Regions from separate parts of the Mus musculus genome. Here region 2 is linked to region 1. The links are chromatin contacts, called in public HiChIP or PLAC-seq maps. All regions are on one chromosome and are shown on one strand. The core of a region is the stretch at or near the end of the contact, and the rest is flanking DNA. Distances in the headings are between cores, read along the strand shown. Region 1 holds the start of Hes1 (hes family bHLH transcription factor 1). Region 2 holds the start of Fam43a (family with sequence similarity 43, member A).

Region 1 (3,528 bases), core at 722-3,221:
GGCGGCGGGAAAACTGAGGGGTCTGGGGCACCCGGGTGGAGGCCAGGGCAGGCAGGAGGGAGGCAGGCAGCCGCCCGGGCAGTGCGCACCGCCCGCGCCGCGCGGCAAATCCCCCAGGGAGGCCGCCGCCAGAGCCCTGGCGCTCCCGGCCCGGCGCCCGCCACGTGGCACCCGGCGGCGGCGGCGACTCCCGGCGCGCAGCCCCGGCCAGCCGGCAGCACGCAGCCGCCCGTCTCTTCCCAGCCGTCCGCCGGCAGCCTCCTGGACGCAGCGAGGGACCCGGGGAAGGGGCGGGCGGCAGCGAAGCCGCTGGAACCGCAAGCCGCCGAGCGGAGGCAGGAGGCTGACCCGGCCGCTTCCTAAGTGCGGTCAGGCATCTCGTGACCGCGGCGGGCGCCCGGACCCCTCCCCCGCCGCAGTCACCCGGGTGGTTTCGGCCACGCTCAGATCCCCAAGCCCGGAGTCCCGGCGGGCTGGGGGTGGGGGGTGGCGATGGGGGGTGGGGACGGGGAAGGGGGCCCACGAATTCCCCGATCGCCACCCTTGGGCGTGCGCTCCCTGCCCGGAAGGATTGACCTTGGCCGGGGCGGGGGAAGGGAGGCCAGCGCGGGGGCTCAGCTTTCGGGCCGCCGCCCCCGCGGATTCCTGGCTCGCCCGGGCCGGAGGAGGGGGCCCCGGACACACGGACGCACGCACACACCCCACACGCAGCGCGCGCCAATGAGCCCTGGCCAGGCGCAGGGGGCGGGGTTTTCCCAGGCTCGAGCACAGCAGCTGCTATTTACCTTCTTGGCTTCTCCCGGGGACCAGAGGCGGCCCCCGCTCCCTCCCGGCCGGCCGCCGCCGGCCCCCGCCTCCCTGCCCCCGGGGCGCGCGCACACACACTCACACACGCACGCACACACACACATCCTCTGGGCCCCGGCCGCAGCCGCGGCGGCAATAAAACATCCTGGCACGTGCTCCGACTCCAGGCGCGCCCTCGCCGGCCGGCTGATGTCAAACTGCAGCTCGGCTGGTGGAGCTCTTAAAGGGCTCGCGCGCGGGGCGCCGAGGCCGCCTTGGCCGCCCGCGGGGTGAGGAGGGGAGAGCCCCGACTCCCTTGCCCGCCGTCTATCCGTATTGCCAACTGGGAGCCTGCGGGGAGAAAGGTAGAGAGAGTGGCGGAGGAACGAGCGCGCCCCTCCTGTCGCATTGCTATCAAAGCCCCCCTTGTTCATTTTTTTTTTCGTTTGAAATTCCATTTCCTTTCTGCCCAGTAGGAAATTATTCTGATTGTTTTCTGGAGAAGCGTGAGGTCCAAGGTTGCAATTCCAAGAGAGGAATGAATGGGCTAGAGGGAGACAAGCATCCAAAAGACACCTTGCTCCGAAAACCCTGGCTGTGAAGGCATTTGGGGGGACGGTAAGGGCATGTTTAGCGTGTGGGGTTTAGTATCTCCCCAACCTCATGAGCAGTTTTGACTCCCCTAAACATACAGAGTTCGAGCGGGAATTCCGGAAGACATTAGAGTAACACATCCTCTTTACCTTGTTCCCTCCTTTTTTCAATCACTAAATTTTGTCTTGGCCTATATCTGTTCAAAATATTTTTCAAATGAACTTATTATACAAAGTAGTTATATTGCATGCAGCAAGAACAATAAAAACCAAAGGCCTGGCCACAAAAGAAATAGACTAGACTAAAACTAAGCAAAGCCCAGAGGAAAGAGTTAGCAAAGGGTTAAAATCCTTTTGATTGACGTTGTAGCCTCCGGTGCCCCGGGCTCAGGCGCGCGCCATTGGCCGCCAGACCTTGTGCCTAGCGGCCAATGGGGGGGCGCAGTCCACGAGCGGTGCCGCGTGTCTCTTCCTCCCATTGGCTGAAAGTTACTGTGGGAAAGAAAGTTTGGGAAGTTTCACACGAGCCGTTCGCGTGCAGTCCCAGATATATATAGAGGCCGCCAGGGCCTGCGGATCACACAGGATCTGGAGCTGGTGCTGATAACAGCGGAATCCCCTGTCTACCTCTCTCCTTGGTCCTGGAATAGTGCTACCGATCACTAAGTAGCCCTAAGACATAATAAACCTTCAACTGCTCAGTAGTTTTTCTTATGAAAGTCAAGTAAAAGGACGTAAGCAAAAAAAAATTATTTTTTTTTTGCGTGAAGGATTCCAAAAATAAAATTCTCTGGGGACTGAGAAGAAAAAAAAAAAAAAAACGAAAATGCCAGCTGATATAATGGAGAAAAATTCCTCCTCCCCGGTGGCTGCTACCCCAGCCAGTGTCAACACGACACCGGACAAACCAAAGACGGCCTCTGAGCACAGAAAGGTAAGACAGTACCTGCGTCTAGAAATTAAGTGGGTTGTGCACAGCGGGACTCCTTTTACTTTTCTCTTAAAACCTCGGGGTGAAATGGCAGATCCCGTGGGAACTCAGGACCTCTTTTCTCCCCCTTTGCAGTCATCAAAGCCTATCATGGAGAAGAGGCGAAGGGCAAGAATAAATGAAAGTCTAAGCCAACTGAAAACACTGATTTTGGATGCACTTAAGAAAGATGTAAGTGAGCAATGCTTTTTTTTATTTTTAATTACGAATGGAATGGCATTTCCCAGGCACAAAGAACTAAGCTCTTAGCCTGCTGCATGTGGATCTTACCCCGCCAGCACTACGTTCCCACTGGCGGGAGAGAGGCCGCCGGGCCCTGGGATGTGGGACATGCGGGCGGGGACCTTCAGAACTCGGAGGCAGCTGACAAGGAGGACTGACTTTCATCCCTTGTTTTTTCTGCGCAGAGCTCCCGGCATTCCAAGCTAGAGAAGGCAGACATTCTGGAAATGACTGTGAAGCACCTCCGGAACCTGCAGCGGGCGCAGATGACCGGTAAGGACCGCGCGTGCGTCCCCTCTCTGCGGGTGTCCCTCTCGGCCCGCGGTGATTTCTTCCAGACTTCCGCCCGCGGTTGTGAGAGGCATTCAGCTACATTTTACTGCCTTGGCTCACTCCGCGTTCCCACGGTCTGGGTCTTATTTATAGCCACAGCTCCCAAGTTGTTACTGCTCCGGAAATGGAGGGAGAGGCTGTAGCCGAGAAGGGTGGTGGGCAGCTTGGCTGTGGTAGAAGCCGGTGAGGGCGAAAGGACGTAAGACTGAGGAAGTTTGGGGCTGGATAGAAGGTAGGGGTCAGTGGTTTAGCACCGGTCCAACCCCTGCCGCAGGAGGGGAAGTGGGGTTTGGAAGGCGCCTTGGGTGGCATTGTCCAAGGTCAGGTCGCGCGCGGGACTAGGGGTGGCAGATCTGGAGCTGAGATCGGTTTAGATGGAGGGAGTGTCCTGGCTTATGTCCCCAACCTAGGGAGAAGGAGCTGGCTGTTCTTAGCCTACCCAACCCTCCCAACCCCAGGTGGTTCCGGAGGCGCGCTGCGGGGACCTCCCAGGGCGGGAGGCTGTATGGCTCCGGGGCCAGGGCTTTTCGGTGACCCATCTTTTCTCCTTCTGGCCTGCAGCCGCGCTCAGCACAGACCCGAGCGTGTTGGGGAAATACCGCG
Region 2 (3,468 bases), core at 485-2,984, 530 kb after region 1:
TTCCATCCTGGTGTCTGGTATTCCCCCCCCCCCCCCCGCCTTAGCCCACCCACACAGCTGGCAAGTTGGGCACTAGGACCCTCGTTAACGGCCAGTCAGGAAAAGGCCATTTCTTCCTACAGAGAGAGAGGGTTTTAAATCCATTATAGGACATTTCTTTGATGGGGAAACATTTCTTTATTGTTATCACTGACTCTGTCGAATCTCATACAAGTGTCTGCATTTTAATCTTGGCATTGCATCATCCTCTGCTCTCAGAGAGCCCTCCAATCCCCCTCCCACTTGGGGAAATCATCTTTCAAACATCGCTTGCTCCCTGGATCCTCTTTAATTTTCTTAGTCACTGGGAACTCTCTTTTCTCTTTTCCCAGATTCTCATAGGACTTTGGGCTTTTCTGGCTGAAGTTAACCCAGCAAAAAAAAAAAAAAAAAAAATATATATATATATATATATATATATATATATATATATATATGTTTGCTCGGATGTCTCATTCATCAAATAGAAGTCGTTTAGCTTTTACTGGTTGGCCCCTGGGTGTCCAGAAGGTTGTGGAGGGTTCAGAGGGGCAAGCCGGCGAGTGAGGGTATCTTGTCTAGAGCTAGACATGGTGGTGCATGCCACAATGTGGAGACGGAGACAAGAGGATCCAAATGTGCGTAGAGCCTGATCGAGGTAACCAGATCCTGTCTCAGGGGAGGGAAAATAAAGGGGAACAAACAAACCCCACGTTGTCCAGTTAGCTCGTGAAAAAAGAGTATGAAAAGTATCATCTGAGTTTTTACTAAGCATTGTCACCCAAATTGCATCAGTGATGGCTCTACAAACAGCAGCACAGCCTTACTTAGAAACTTCATATGTCTCGAAAAAGTGCCTTACTCTGAGGGTCTGTGGCAGTTTGGGTCGGGGGTGGAAACTGGAAGCAAGTAACTTAGGGACCATTCACTACTGTGTTCAATATTGTTCATGGCAGTCATCTTAACCACGAACTTTCCACTACCTGCTTGCTGCTCACCGGCGGATAAATGGCACCAGGAGAAGAGTAACAGGCAAAAAATTGATTCTCTTATAGTTTGCCCCCCCCTCCTGATTCCCCCCCCCCCCCCCCCCAGTTTCTCTGTGTAGCCCTGGCTCTCCTGGAACTCACTCTGTAGACCAGGCTGGTCTCGAACTCAGAAATCCGCCTGCCTCTGCCTCCCAAGTGCTGGGATTAAAGGTGTGCGCCACCACCGCCTGGCTCTTTATTTTCCTTAATAGATGATTATTAAAGAATAATAGTAAACAGAACCTGCAAATTCTCTTGAAGTTGTCACAGAAGGAACACAACAACAGTCACCACAACGACAAAATACTACGCAATTTTCCCCAGAGCCTACAAGCTCAACTTCCACCGCCTCCTCCAGAAGTTTCGATCTAGACGTAGACTTATTCAGCGAGTTGCAATTTAGCCTAGGGTGGAGTGTCAAAGTTTAAGTTCCTCTTGCTATCTATCGGGTAACTCCAGGTCTTTTGGTTTCTATAGCTAAAAGAGATGCTGGTAAATTTGGAACGTGGTTGCCTAAGTGGACTAGTCTTCCCTTCTCTCGACCAGTGCCTGCAACCTGGTCCCTTTAAGAGACCAGAACTGCGTCCGGCGTCGCAGCCCTAAAGGGATCCTCTCCTGTGCTCCTCCCCTGTCCGCGCGGTGAATGGTTCGTGCCGGCCTATATTAACCCGAGATCTTCCTCCCGGACGGCAATGATGTGAAGCGAGCAAGTCGGCTACCGCGCGCACGACCACAGAGGGCGCGCTGCAGATCGCCGAGAACCCCGAAGCGGAGCCGGACACCCCCGGAGGGAAGCAATGAGGTAGCGGCAGTCCCCGGAGCGGACGATGTGCGCGTCCTGCCCTCCGAACCCCGCGCTACCTTGGCCGAGACGGCCGAGCGCGAGTCTCCGGCGTCCCCTCGGAGCGAGGATGCAGTGAGCTGCGGGACCGCTGTGCTTGGCCCGCCGCGGCCAGCCAGACCTCTCGGACCACACTTGGGGCAAGCTGCTTATTCAGGGACCAGTCCAGCCAAGGGGCTCGCCCTCTTCTGCACCCACTGGGGGTGGGGAGCACCGGCCCCTGGGCGCACTGCTGTAGTTTCCGCGGCTCCTGGCCCTGGCCCAAGACTTGTGTGTGTGTCACGTTCGCTGAAGAAGAGTTCCAGCTTATTTCTCTCACCATCCCGGTTGCTTTGGCCGAGCCGCCCACCTTTATTTATTTGTACGCACTCATTTGGCCTTTTTCTAAAATATTTTCCGCTCCGCTCTCTTATTTTGTTGCTTGTTTGAGACTTTTGTCCTGGTCCTCCTCATCTAGGCTTCTCTCTCTCTCTCTCTCTCTCTCTCTCTCTCTCTCTCTCTTTCCTGAATATTTTTTTCTAATATCCTACCCCAGTCCCTGCGGGGTTCCCAAGCACTATCTGGCCTCTCCTGCCTCCATCTCCCTGCCCCGGAGGTCCTCCCAGCCTGAGTTTTATTTTTCGAGCTTGCCCGGGCCAAGCGTAGCCTGGGTTGGTGGCCCTGCGGGGCTCTCACCCCGCGCTCGGCCACCGCCGCCCCAGCCACTCCCGGGCGTCCTCCGGAGATGCTGCCGTGGAAGAAGCACAAGTTCGAGCTGCTGGCCGAGGCGCCGCCGCGGCAGGCGTCCAAGCCTAAGGGCTACGCTGTGAGCCTGCACTACTCCGCGCTCAGCTCCTTGGCGAGAGCCTGCCCGGAAGGCGCGCTCAGCCGGGTGGGCAGCATGTTCCGCTCCAAGCGCAAGAAGCTGCACATCACCAGCGAGGACCCCACTTACACTGTGCTCTACCTGGGGAATGCCACCACCATCCAGGCGCGCGGGGACGGTTGCACTGACCTAGCGGTGGGCAAGATCTGGAGCAAGAGTGAGGCCGGCCGTCAAGGGACTAAGATGAAGCTGACCGTGAGTGCGCAAGGCATCCGCATGGTGCATGCCGAGGAGCGAGCGCTGCGACGTCCCGGCCACCTCTACCTGCTGCACCGCGTCACCTACTGTGTGGCAGACGCGCGGCTACCCAAAGTCTTCGCCTGGGTATACCGGCATGAGCTGAAGCACAAGGCGGTAATGCTACGCTGCCACGCGGTGCTGGTGTCCAAGCCGGAGAAGGCTCAGGCCATGGCTCTGCTGCTTTACCAGACATCAGCCAACGCTCTGGCAGAGTTTAAACGTCTCAAGCGGCGGGATGATGCGCGTCACCAGCAGCAGGAGTTGGTGGGCGCACACACCATCCCACTAGTGCCGCTGCGCAAGCTGCTCTTGCACGGACCTTGCTGCTACAAGCCGCCAGTGGAGCGCAGCCGCAGCGCTCCCAAGCTGGGCTCCATCACCGAGGACCTGCTTGGGGAACAGCAAGAGGAGGAGCTGCAGGAGGAAGAAGAGGAGCATCTGGAGGACTGCCTGGAGGAGGAGGAAGAAGAGGACGG

Evidence for each region. HiChIP or PLAC-seq counts read pairs in DNA pulled down with a chosen protein or histone mark.
Region 2: an HNF4G HiChIP or PLAC-seq map of pancreatic cancer cells shows a contact between it and region 1. The contact joins the promoter of Fam43a here to the promoter of Hes1 in region 1.

What each region holds. Positions count from the first base shown.
Region 1 is chr16:30,063,386-30,066,913 of GRCm38.p6, forward strand. Hes1 (hes family bHLH transcription factor 1) reads left to right here and starts at 1,972. Exons shown (of 4, transcript NM_008235.2): 1 at 1,972-2,313; 2 at 2,446-2,541; 3 at 2,778-2,865; 4 at 3,487-3,528. The coding sequence starts at 2,206.
Region 2 is chr16:30,597,989-30,601,456 of GRCm38.p6, forward strand. Fam43a (family with sequence similarity 43, member A) reads left to right here and starts at 1,735. Exons shown (of 1, transcript NM_177632.3): 1 at 1,735-3,468. The coding sequence starts at 2,612.